Linked DNA regions of Gossypium arboreum: region 2 is linked to region 1. The links are chromatin contacts, called in public Hi-C maps. All regions are on one chromosome and are shown on one strand. Each heading gives the region's core, a stretch centred on a gene start, on an enhancer-like site or on the middle of the called end of the contact. The rest is flanking DNA. Distances are from core to core; before and after follow the strand shown. Region 1 holds the start of LOC108472914 (protein NRT1/ PTR FAMILY 4.6-like). Region 2 holds the start of LOC108472638 (protein NRT1/ PTR FAMILY 3.1-like).

Region 1 (6,857 bases), core at 2,211-4,710:
ATACAATTACCGAGCTTAAATAATACCCCATTGCCAAGGAAGTCCAAGAAAGAGATGTAGCCAAGGATCTCATGCTTGAGGGCGCCTCGGTGAAGAAAAATTCTAGTAACCCCGCCAAGGTGAAAAGATCAGCTGATCCCAGGAACAAGTACTGTAAAGCAATCCACAAAAATGTAATGGGTAATGGATTGGTTGAGTCAAGTAGGCCAGAGTAAGTTGCTACTCTTTTTCGTTTAATTTCGACAAGAGCTGCCACTGCCATGGCTACCATGGAAAGAAATAAACCAATCCCAATTCGTTGCAAATGAGTGATGCCCATCTCAGTTTTAGTTACTCTCCGAGCAAATGGGATAATGAAGTGATCGTAAAGCGGGGCTAGGATCATGATGAAGACCACGGGAAAGACTGGTAGGGAAGCTGGAGGAATTTTCAATGAACCAAGCTTAGTGTTCATGGTTGCTGCCTGCTCAACTGAAAAAGTTGAGAGCTGAGCTAGGCAGCAATTGAGAACAATGGTGCAAGCAAATATGGGAAAGATTTTAAGCACGATCTTGACTTCCTCTACTTGCTGCACTGAGCATTCAAGTGCTGGGTAAGCTGGCTTGTTCACCGCTGCTCTGTTTAGGACTTTGAGGCTTTCAGTTGGGATTTGGTGGTCTCCTTCCTTGCTGGTTTCAGTTCGATAAGAAGGGCTCGTTGTCAGGTTCGCAATGGCATTTTTTGGATTTTTGCTCATGCAACTGTTCAGCATAGCAGCAATCAAAACCTGTTCAAGTAAAGCAAAAGTAAAGCAAAAAACAAAACTTATTTCTTCATTACAGGAATGGCATCAAGGTGGGGTCTGATAATTGAAGTAGCTTTTACCTTGCCAATGGTTGTAAGAGGGCTGCCAAAGGGTATTTTGTTCCTGTAAACAGCCGAACCAGCAAGGAAGATTGCGATTGACAACAATACTGCAATTGTAGAGATGGAAAAACCCCACTTCCATCCCATATTATCTTCAACCCACACAACAAATGTGACGGCTATGAGTGCACCGAATGAGAGACAGAATACAAAGTAGTTGAAGAAGGTGGATCTTTGCTTCCTTCCCTGTGGGGTGTTGGCATCAAACTGCTCAGCGCCATGTGTTGGTAAGGAACCCTTTATCCCTCCAACACCAAGCGCCACAAGATAGAGGCCAGTGAACAGCATTACTGCTTTCCCACCTCCAACTTCATGGCATGGAATGGAGGGGGTTGATGGACTACATTCTCGTGGCTTTAGGGAAGCAGTCCGAGCTTGCATTGCAAGAATGACCGACCCCTGTTTCAAGGACCACAATTGGTTAGGCATGCCTGCTCAATTAGCAAGTGTGTAGACTTTAGAAGTCCCCCAGCAATTAATTTGAATAACTTTGATTCATAATAAGCATTCCTTTCTCTTTCCTTTGTATCTCTTTTAAGGCATTCATGGGAAGAAATGAAGCTTGCATTCAATTCCTTATACAGCTAGGTAAACTCGGTTTCATGCAGTTTTCAAACATAAGAAAGACTTTCAAGTCCGAAATCCATACATACACAGCATCCAAGGTTGTATAATAGATAGGGAAGAGGAGATGAGTACAATAGATAGGGAAGAGGAGATGAGTACGCCTGGATCAAACTGATTCGTCAGTTCCCTATATGATTGATTTCCACATACTAAACCGAAAAGCCGATAGCATTAAGGTCCAACTTGTTGGGCCGTTCAATTTGGTTTTTCCGTTATGTGGCGTTAGCCACACAAGGATTGCACTGCGAAGATTTCAATGATATGTTGCTGTAAAGAAACCGGGTTGTTGACGACATGGCTTTGTTATATTGAATTGTGCAGGGTGAGCATGATTCTCAGTTAAATAGACTTTCAAGTTTCGCTTGGGCTCTATCAATGGCCGCCCACGTGGTTCATGAGCCTGCCTAAAATGAAATGAGCAACCTTTGCTTCATTTCCCTTTTTCATTCGAAGAAAGCTACGCACCCATTATTAAATGGATTTGGTTTTCCCAGTATTTTCTTCGGATTCGTCTCTTTCTCCAGCCACATACTGTACAGTGATTGGTGGATGAGAGTTGAAAATTACCGTGTATTAGACGTACGACATAGGGTAGGAGCTCCAGCGACTGTTTGACACTCATGCGGTACGTGTAGAGCTAAAGCTCTCTTATCGTTAAACTAAAATCCCAAGGCGTCGGCTTTGTAAGGATAAGTCCCATGACTAATACCCCAACATTGGCCTACTCCAGGACCCACTCGCCCCACTTCCCAATTTATGGATAAGAAAAAAAGGAATTTCTTTAATGGAATACGAGGCATTTGAAAGCATAGTTAACATAACCGATTGTTGTTGGAAGTTCCAATATGTGATGGAAGGTTGAATTGAAACAGACCCTGTTTTATTATCTCAGAATTAGTTTACTTTTGGGATCCGAAAGAAAGTGGACAAATATACTGACATTTTTTACTAAGGCCACGTTAGTTGTTGTATCTAGGCGGACTGGGTTTTTTTGTTTATACCGAACTCGCAGGGAGGGAACACTATCAGATTTTTGCCCGTGTCTTTTATTTATGACAACCACAATGCGGATGAAGTGCAATAATGAAACAATACATAGAGAGTTCTAAAGATAAGTGTGTGAAAATGGAGTACCAGGAATTGGATGAGTGCGCTTATGAGGTAGATGTGAAAAGTAGTGAAGAAAGTGTCGGATAAGAAGCCCCCAAGCAGAGCCAGAAGGAAGGCTGTCCCCATGAAATTGGTGACATAGTTTGCCGATTTTGATGGAGATAAGTGCATGTGCTTTGACAGATACAGCACCAGGTTGCTACTATTTGCCAAGTAGGCCAGGTTCTCCAGCACTTCCACAACTACGTACAGCCAAAATTTATCATTAAACTAAGCGATGGAACCAACCTATAAAATAAGCCTACAGCGGAAGCTCACCCTTGATTTGTGTCAAAAGCAACAAAAAGGAATAGATCAGGTAACTAACCCAAGACAAAGGAGGCAGCCACCATGCAACCATGTTGGCCCCTTAAAGCAGGTCTGCCCCTCCAATCCACATACCCTTCCCATCTATTATCCTGGTATCCTCCTTCCTGTACAATAAAAGGCGAGTTAGTAATAGTATCTAGGAAAGCAACATAGGTTTGTTGTCTGTTGTTTGTACTTTGAATGAAGCAACGAGAGGACGAATAATGAGTGAGATGACAACATAAAAAGAGCAGCAAAATAAAAAAATTAAAAGGGCGGGGGGGGGGGGGAACCCACCATTGTTTTTTCTCTCTCCTATTCTCAACTTGGGTAATTATGTTGGTATTTGATCTCGAGTGTGAGTAGAAAAGCATGGTGAGAGTGGTGGGGGTATTTAAAGAGAGGGGAAGGGAAGAGCATTTGATGGTTTCATTTCAACTTGGAGGAGAGAATGGTCTTCACACTTCACATAAGTTACTTTTTGACTCATCATCCTTGGAACCTTTTGTTTTATACTAAGAATTCTTTCATTTTATTATTTTATTTGAAAATTATCATATTAACGAACAGTTTATTTTTGTAATAACAAAGTTTCTTTTATTAAAGATTGCTAACTTATAGTATTAAAGATTGCTAACTTATAGTAAAAATGCTTCAGAGGAGGAAGATTAGGAGAGAAATATATCAAATTCTCCCCACCCATTATTAAAGGAACCCAAAAAAACAAAAAAGTACCTTTCTCTTTCTTTGACCATCGAAAGCCAAAACCTTCGTCGCGGATGCCTAATGATAGTATTTGTTTTTGTCTTTTCTTCCAACAAAATATGAATTCAGTTAGCAAATAGAAACAACAAAGCAGTACACGCCTTGAGGAGTAGAACAAAACCAGCAAGAAGCAACACACAGTGAGCAGCTGATCGATAAATGCCCCCTTAGGAGGTGTGGCGCCAAACGTTGACAAAAACCACTGTCTTCATGTTCAACCACAAGTGGTTAAGTGGTTTAAGAATCTCCCAGGGGCGCCAAGGTTGATATCGAGTATTGGTGTACCGAGAAGCAGCCACTATAGAATCGGATTCCACCACTACAGAATCAGAACAACAATATAAAACTTATCTTTAATCTTGTTTCATTTTTCACTTGACATTTTGATTATCTTCCATATCTTTCTCCTTCCAGTACTGTTATAATAAAATTTTCTGATTTATATATAATTATAAGATAAAGAATATATTCTTTAGTCCGTGTACACTCAGGAATTTAGCAAGTGGATGACGATGACATGGATATATATATATATATACACATACGGCAGCTTTATGAAAATGTCTTTTGTGGCCGTGTGATTATCATGAATACTGTTTCCCCAAACCCAAAATCCAATGTTTACACAAATGAATGGAATCCCCAGTTAACAAATTGAAAACAGTGGTTAAAAGAAGCAAAGGGTAGTGATAAGATCACTTCGGCTGGACGATTGCTAATTGCTTGACATGATAGAATCTAATAGCCATACAATGGAGGATTATTATATTAATGGCTCCCAATCTCCTACCGACAAGCTTATGTGCAATAATGCTTGAAGATATGAAAAGATGATAGAAATTGGATGTGCGGTCTCATGAGTAAAAAATACTACTACATATCCATTTTCTTGTTAGGCTTATTTCAAATATTACCCTCTATATTATACCCATTTTTTGGTACTTCAATTTTTTTTTCAGTCAGTTTGAGTACCTTACCCATTTAATTCTAGATATTAATGCCATTTGTAAAAAAAATCACCATGCAGCATTTTCTTTTTGAAATTTTACAGGAAAATTAAGACAAACAGGGAGAGAAATAAAAAATGTTTTTATTACAACAATAAAGTTAATTAGAAAGAACTAACTTATCAATTATTATCGAATTTAAAATGTCGACTCTCTCTAAAAACTTGATTTCCACGGCGTGGTTGTTGGTAGACAGCGCGGAGAAGAGTGACGACTACCTGAGGCTGAGGACTGATTGAGGGAAGCAATACAGGAGCTACAGGGGCATCATAGGATGGTAGCGAGTGGCGACGACACCTTGTTGCGCGAAAAAACTTAGAGTAAAAGAAGATTGAGAGAGAAGAAGAAAAACGAGGAAGAAGAGAGAAATCTAAATGTTCATCTGTATATTGATAACTGCTTGCCCTATACAACTCATGTTTAATAAGAGAAAATAACAAAAGAACAGCGTGGAAAATTTTGTTATAACCAAACGCAACGTTTCACTAATGTTCTGCGCCCCGTTTACTGTTTTAACCTTAGAATCAAAACTCTCCGTTTTACTTAAGATCAAAACTCTACTTTTAATTAAATGAGGTTAACTGTTTAAACTAACTTCTTTCCTTTTATCTTCTATTTTCTGCTCCTTGTTTTCTAGCCCGTATCAGTACTTCTTTCCTAGGAAAAATTCTTGTCCTCAAGGATGAAAATGAGGAAATTTGGTTTGAAGCAGGTCGAGAGACTCCCATGACGCATCTTTTGGAAAAGAGTTAGCCTATTCCACTAAGACTTCAGTAACAGCTATATTGCCTTTCTTGACTATTCTTCTATCCACAATCCGAACTGGTTCTTTTGGCAATACTCCATGAATATCCACCAATGACAAATGAGCCTGAGTAGATGATGCACCTACATGTTTCTTCAGCTAAGTGACATGAAAAGTGGGATGAATACGAGACCCCGGTGGTAACTGAAGAGTGTATGCCACCTCTCCCACTTTTTGGATCACAGGAAAAGGTCCATAGAACTTTGGAGATAGTTTCTGACTAAGAATTCTTCTGTCTGTTGCCTATAGGGTTGCAGCCTCAAATAAACTAAATCCCCTATTTGGAAAGTTCTATCCAAACAATGTTTGTCAGCAAACAGCTTCATGCGTATCTGAGCTCTCTTTAAATAGAACTACAATAGTTTCCTCGCTGCCTCTCGAGATTGTAGGCTTCTATCGACCACCAGTACTGAGGAAGTCCTGGCTAAATAGGGCATGCGCGTAGGTGGCGACTGGCCATATAAGGCTTCATATAGAGTAAGCTAGATGGATGAATGAAAGGATGAATTATACTACCACTCAGCAATAGGTAACCAATAGGACCAGTGAGCAGGTGTTTCGCTAGTCATGCACCTCAAATAATTTTCAAGGCATCGGTTCAACACCTCTGTCTGCCCATCAGTTTGAGGATGGTAGGCTGTGGACAAAAGGAGTTTGGTACCCACCCTTCGAAATAATTCTTGCCAAAAATGACTGACAAAAATTTTGTCTCTGTCCGATATGATTAAATCGGGCATGCCATGCAGTTTGTAAATATGGGTCAAATACTTCTGTGTTACATCCTTAGCTGTATACGGATGGGATAAAGCCACAAAATGACCATACTTAGTCAAACGATCCACCATAACTAGAATAGAGTTTTTCTTGTTGGAATTGGGCAATCCTTCAATGAAATCCAAGCTAACCATTGACCAAGCTTTGTTAGGTATAAGTAGTGGCTGAAGAAGACTAGGATATGCCACTGACTCACTTTTGCACTTTGACAAGGCACACACTCCCTAACCCATTTTTTAACATCTGACGTGAGACCCTTCCAATAAAGCAAGCTGAACAAACGTTTCCTGGTCACATCTAGCATGAAAATGATAAAACAGATCTTATCGCAATTGTATATCTTTTACCACCATAATTTTTCCCTTCCTGTACAGAAATTGCCCATCCCAAGAATACTTTTGATCGTGAGACTGAGACTGTTGGATATTTTGAATATGTTTTTATAACTTATTATAACACCGTACACCCGAGCCCTACGCTAGGACAGGATACGAGGTGTTACCACACTTAATCAC
Region 2 (6,857 bases), core at 2,824-5,323, 540 kb after region 1:
AGATTTTATGACCCAAAAATGTTTATATGTATGTGTTTAAGTTCGGTAACACCTTGTATCCTATTCCAATGTCGCACTCGGGTAAGAGGTGTTACACTTATGAAGTTTTAGAGAGAGTTGAACTAGTGGTGTACAGGTTGGCCTTACCTCTTGAGTTATCGAAGATCCACAATGTGTTTCATGTATCAATATTGAGAAGGTATAAATCCAATCTTGATCATGTTGTACAAATTGAGGAATTAGAGGTTGAACTAAACCTGTCATGTGAAGAAGAACCTATTTGTATTCTTTCCAGGAAAGTAAAGTAGCTGGGTAATAAAAAAATTCCCTTGGTTTAAGTGTTATGGAGGAATCATAGTACTAAAGAAGTTACTTGGGAAAGAGAAAGCCTAATGAAAGATTAGTATCCTCAGTTATTTCCAGGTATGAATTTTAGAAACAAATTTCCTAAGTTGGGGATAGTTGTGACTTCCAGCCTGACAAATTCCTAGTATCCAGTTATTGTTGTTGATGTATGGTATTTAGAGTAAATTCTTAGTGGGTAAGGTGTTAGATTGGCTAAGTACATAAATTCCATGAATACGCCTTTGGGTAAAGTTTGAGTTTGGCGAGCTTGCTGGTTTGGTGATCTCTTTTATAGAGTACTCGCCACCCCAGTTGTTAGAGGATTATGTTAAGTCCTTAGTTTGAAAGAACTATTTATTATTTCATTATTATATTATTATTTTTGTTGAACAATTTAGTTAGACAAATGAAAATTAGTTAGAAGAGAACTAAGTTACTGTAGTCGATAAGACTCACATTTATGATGAGAGAGAAAATGCTTAGTCACAGGAATCGAGGGGGTTTAGTGGGATAATCTGACTTATCCACTAAACCTACCTTCCATGTTTATATGTATAAAGTTAGTATTGGCTTCTTGAGCAAGTTTTACGTTTTTTATTGCATTTATATTTTCTTCTCAAATTTTCTCTACACCTTTTCTCTTGGAAAACCTAAGACTTGAGGCTTGCTTGAAGATTTGGGTTCGTTGTACTCAGCCAACTCCCTCATTGTTTTAACATTTAGTAAACATCGATGAACTTTAGGCTATATTCATGGTTATTTATGTGACCTTGAAGTTGCCTGCTTTTGGGTCAGTTTAGAGTGTAAGGAAGAAAACTTCCCGATTTTGAGTTTTTTTCTAATGTTTTCTACAAGCTTGTTTAGTTTTTTGGTATAGTGATCTAATAAGTTTAACTATCTATATTATGGTTTAAGACACTTCTGAAGGCTCTTGAGATAAGGGCAAATGTCTTGTTGTTTAAACTTGCTGCATTTTCTGGTGAGTTCCTTCTTACTTCCATATGTGTGTGTAATGCCTTTGTTTATAATTTTGTTCATGGTAAGTATCCACATTCTATAAAGATGATATGTTTGCACATGAGTGATGGACGTTCATTGTTATTACTTTGAGTTGGTTTGTTTGTGTAAATGGAGTAAGGACCCCTTTTTCGTGTCTAAGCCAATACCATTTTCTTTTGCAATAAGCAATATTGATTAAATAAGGAAAATGAATTCATGACGTTACTTTCAATGAAATAATATCATACACAATAAATATGGACTATTAGCAGCTCAACATCAGAATCAAGATCCAATCTAAAGTTCTTAATCTAAGAGATTGCATTGAGAAATTTCGATCCAAATAAATTACTAATATTTGAATTCGCTAGCATTTTTTTTTATTTGAATTCGCTAGCATTTAATATTCATTAACGGGGTATATATTCATCAAGTAGTCAACATAACCCAAATATAAGATTTAATAAATTGCCAACACCTAAATATAGAATTTACCTCCTACAAATTTGGTGGGTAGGAAGTGGGCACTCCTCGATGCCAAATTTCCAATTTTTTTTTAACACTTTATACTACATTTAACTTAATCATCCGTTGAATGTGTTCATTTATCGTGCAAGAATGGTACTTATAGGCACTTATGCATTGTTGAATACTGATTTTTCTTCTCTCTCTCTCTTTTTTTTTTTTCCCTCGATTATCATTAATCCAATTTTCCTTAATTACCATTAATTAGTTTGAGTCCAATTTTTCGTTAATAATCATTATTCCAATTTCTCCATAATTGTTTTAACAATATTAGAGTGAACATAAACATCAAAATTTTATTGCCGTGTATAACATTATTATGAAACATTTATATATTTGACTACAATAAAATGAATCAAGAAATTTTAAGAAATATGATAATAAATATGAATTTTATAAAGTAATTTAAATGGTAAATTGATAATTATAGAATTTTACTTTGTTTTGCTTATCATTATAAGTAAATAATTAAAACATTGGCTTAATATAACATTTGGTACTGAACTTGACACTTTTGCTCAATTTGGTACTTAAAATTTTTTTGGCACAATTTGGTATTGGAACTTGGCACTTTTTCCTAATTTGGTACTTAAACTTTTTTTTGGGCCAATTTGGTACCTAAACTTAGCATTTTTTTAATTTAGTACTTAAGCTTTTTTTAGGTTCAATTTGGTACTTAAATTTATTAAATGTAATACAAATTACGTAAAATAGTAACGGTGTTAAATTTTTTATGCTACAAAAATATTGTCAATATTAGAAGAAATTCATGTTAAAAAAAGGTATTGGGCTATGCTCAATGAATTAATATTAAATAAGAAAAATAATTTTAAAATCCCAAATTAAAAGAAATACATTATTTTCAATTAGTAAAACAATTAATTAAGTAAATAAAACTAAAAGTAATTGAACATATAAAATACAAAAATATCATATCATCTGTTACATGTTGGTCATGTATTGATTATTTTGCTACTTCATAAAAAATAATATTATTAATATATTGGAGTAATTTGTAAAACGTTTACAAGTACCAAATGGAAAAAAGGTACTAAATTAGGAAAAAGAATCAAGTTCAAGTACCAAACTGGACTCTCAAAAATAAAAAGTGTCATATTTAGATACTAAATTAGACACCAAAATTTTAAGTACCAAATTAGAAAAAATCAAATTCAGGAATTAAATATTATATTAAGCCTAAAACATTCTTCTATTTACTTATTATTGAATTTTTGCTTTGCTTACCACATATATTGTAGTCTATGCATATATACGTTGATTATGGTTTGAAATTTTTCTATATATATTTTCATATTTACAGTTATAATTAACTCACCTCATATAATTTACTTACTATAAAACTTACAACTAAAAACTAAAATTCTCAAAAGATTAAAACCTCAATTTTCACCGACATAACCGAAACCTGCTAAAGCAATGTCATCTTTCGGCCCTTAATTTATTTTCAAAATTGGACACAGAATTAGATGAGAAAATTTATGGTTTTCAGATTTTTGGACTCTCCCTGCAATTATAAATTTATTTATTTATATATTACCCCATATGTTGAGCTAGCATTTCACCAGTTAAAACCTCTTACATAAATTGATTTTTTTTAAATATGAATAAATACAACTAGATTCTCCAGTTTCCTATTTGGCTATCAATTTTTATTAAACAACTTGACTCAATAAATGACTTTTTATTTTGGATTCATCGTTTAATTAGATAAATATTTATACACATAAGGATATTATTAAGGGTATAACAAAAAAGGAAAAAGAGAAGAAAGTCTTGTTCTTCTTTTTGAAAGGAAAGAAAATCTTGTGAACTTAACAAGGCTATCTAATTATCAATAAGGCAACCAACGTGGAATTGTTGTGAACTGTAATTGAATGGCTGTAATATTAAAATTCAAAAATTCTCATTATCCAATGTGTAGGTAGAAAAACTTTTAGAAATCAAAATTAAATTTTAATTTTTATGACACTTTAAATAGTTTATATTTTTATAATTTTAAAAATTAAATTAAATTTTATCACTTTTAAATTAGGTCAAAATATAATTTTATTTTTATTAATTTAAAATTTTAAAAAATTTAAAAGTTTGAAATGAATTTTTTCCGTCCCTGCCACTCTCCTTGTTTTTATGGATTTATAAAATAAAATAAAAACAAAATTATACGTTTCGATAATTAATAGACCCTAAATCGACCGTCATTTGCTCATTTCTCAAACATGATATCAAGTGTGCAGTTTCGTGAGTGAGTCATTCTCCCATCCAAATAATGCAAAGTGAACACAAGAGAACAAAGACAAAAAGTGTCTACTATATAAGCTTTAGTCCAAGGAAGGCAAGGTTAGTCTCGAAGAAAGAGTCTCTTGTTTCTGTTGCTGCTTTGTTTGACCTTTACAAGTTAAGTTTCTGTTTTCTTTTCTTCACCCTTCTGACTAAAGTTCACGCTCAAGGGCCAATCGCATTTATGGTATCAAATTTCGCATTGGAGAAGTAGGGCAGCCTTCAAAACATTGAGCTTGCTAGCTGATTTTTATGGAAAACCACAGCATGGCGACTGCAACTCCGGAAAACAAAGACAGCTTTGCTACTTCCGGAAATGCCGATGATAAGCAGAGCAAGGCATTTGTCAATAATAACGAAAAGGGTGGAATTAAGACGATGCCCTTCATCTTAGGTAAGCTTTTTGACAACTGTTGGAATCCTAGATTATTTATTTATTTATTTATTTATTTATTTCTCGTATGGCTAATTGCTTCATCGTGTATGTTCCAGTAAACGAGATATGCGAGAAATTGGCAATGGTGGGATTCAGTAAAAACATGGTTAACTACTTGACACAGCAGCTTCATATGCCCTTAACAAAAGCAGCCAACACCGTGACCAACTTCAATGGTACCTCGAGCTTGACGCCATTGCTTGGGGCTTTCATTGCTGATTCCTATGCTGGAAAATTTTGGACCATCACCATCGCAACGGCCATATACCTAGCAGTATGAATGGTTGCCTTTTTCCATAGAGATTTTCCGTTCTGAATACTAAGGGTTTTCGATTTACCTACCTGTGTGCGTAGTTGGAGGACAAGAAGCATCAATTTTACAGTTTACTTATATAGTCGGAACTTTCCAAGAAATGATTCAATCTCTCTTTTTAGTAAAAAAAGCAAGGGTCTAATATTGACTAAATTAATTAGACTGATTTTCCATAAAAGAAAAATTAATTAGATTGACGGTCTCTTGTCTGTTAAAAAAACTACAATCTGATCTCATCTGATCTGATGATGTGAACAGGGAATGATAGTCCTAACACTCTCAGCAGCACTGCCACAGCTACGGCCACCGCCATGTGCAGGTGACCAAGTTTGCCAAGAAGCCAATGGGAGTCAAACGGCTGTTCTCTACCTGTCTCTTCTATTCGCAGCCTTAGGATCAGGCGGGATCCGGCCATGCGTGGCGGCGTTTGGCGCAGAGCAATTCGTTGAGGAGGATCCTACGCAGCCTAAGAAAACGTGGGTCTTCTTTAATTGGTATTACTTTGCATTGGGAGCCTCAATATTACTGGCATCAACGGTGCTTGTGTATATTCAAGACAATGTAGGATGGAGCTGGGGTCTTGGAATTCCTACCTTAGCCATGGCTTTGTCCATAATTGTATTCCTCATTGGTTACCCTCTTTACCGAAATCTGGATCCTGCCGGAAGTCCCTATACTCGTGTCTTACAGGTCTCTGTTGCCGCTTTTAGGAAGAGAAAGATTCCCTTGATTTCTGATCCAAAGTTTTTGTATGTCAACGAGGAGCTCGATGCATCCATTTCCACAGACGGTCTGCTTCACCATACAAAGCAACTCAAGTAAGTTGCCACTTGCCTGCCCTGATTTCATATCATATGATTTAAATTTATTCAGTTTCTATTGAAAATCTAAACTCGTACTTCTATTCTAACTGACTAATCCACCTGTGTAGATTTCTGGATAATGCTGCCATTGTCACTGAAGAAGATAGTCTCAAGTCATCAGAAAAACCCAATTTCTGGATACTCAACACCGTCCATAGAGTTGAAGAACTAAAATCTATATTGAGGATGCTACCAATTTGGGCAGCTGGTATTCTATTTGCCACATCCAGTGCTCAACAGAACACATTTTCATTGCAACAAGCCAACACAATGGAAAGACACCTGACCAAGTCTTTTGTAATTCCCTCTGCTTCCATGTCTGTCTTCGGCATGTTATCAATGCTCGTCACTATAGTCTTATATGATCGCCTATTGGTTCGTGTTGCACGGAGGATCACAGGCCTTGAACGGGGCATAAACTTTTTGCAGCGGATGGCCATTGGCTTTTTCATCGCAATAATAGCAACTATGGTCGCTGGATTCGTTGAAGTGAAGAGAAAGCATGCAGCCTCGGCTAGTGGCCTAATTGACAGCCCCGAATCTACAATTCCCATCTCAGTATTTTGGCTTGTTCCGCAGTATAGCCTTCATGGCATTGCCGAGGCGTTCATGGTAATTGGCCACCTCGAATTTTTCTATAACCAAGCTCCCGAGAGCATGAGGAGCACCGCCACTGCTTTGTTCTGGACATCCATATCCGTTGGGGACTACACAAGCACACTTTTGGTTACGCTAGTCCACAAGTATTCCGACTGGCTTCCTAATAGAAACTTGAATGAGGGGAAGTTGGAGTATTTCTATTGGTTGCTCACACTTTTGCAAGCTCTAAACATTGTATACTACTTAATATGTGCAAAATTTTATACTTTCAAGCCTCTCAGCCACAAAACAGAACATGTTGAGGGGGTTGAACTCACTACCCAGGTTTAACTGCGTCTTTCCCTTAGCACGAGAAAGGAACAGTCTTATATATATGTATTGTATAAAACTTAATTAGCTTGTACAAGAAACTTGAATTAGATTTTCAATAAGCAGGTATATGCTGGCAACGAAGACCTTGAGCCTTGTTTGTTTGTTT

What was found. Hi-C and Micro-C count contacts between places; a contact is called where the count stands out from the background.
Region 2: a Hi-C map of leaf shows a contact between it and region 1, with 2.8 times the contacts expected there. The contact joins the promoter of LOC108472638 here to the promoter of LOC108472914 in region 1. A contact is called at or near these places in 2 of 5 Hi-C or Micro-C datasets (both in leaf).

What each region holds. Positions count from the first base shown.
Region 1 is chr3:56,748,059-56,754,915 of ASM2569848v2, forward strand. It overlaps LOC108472914 (protein NRT1/ PTR FAMILY 4.6-like), which reads right to left and starts at 3,461. Exons shown (of 5, transcript XM_017774479.2): 1 at 3,289-3,461; 2 at 3,011-3,116; 3 at 2,668-2,885; 4 at 865-1,305; 5 at 1-766. The coding sequence starts at 3,291.
Region 2 is chr3:57,283,693-57,290,549 of ASM2569848v2, forward strand. It overlaps LOC108472638 (protein NRT1/ PTR FAMILY 3.1-like), which reads left to right and starts at 4,074. Exons shown (of 4, transcript XM_053025713.1): 1 at 4,074-4,561; 2 at 4,660-4,877; 3 at 5,175-5,734; 4 at 5,848-6,857. The coding sequence starts at 4,420. The coding sequence ends at 6,709.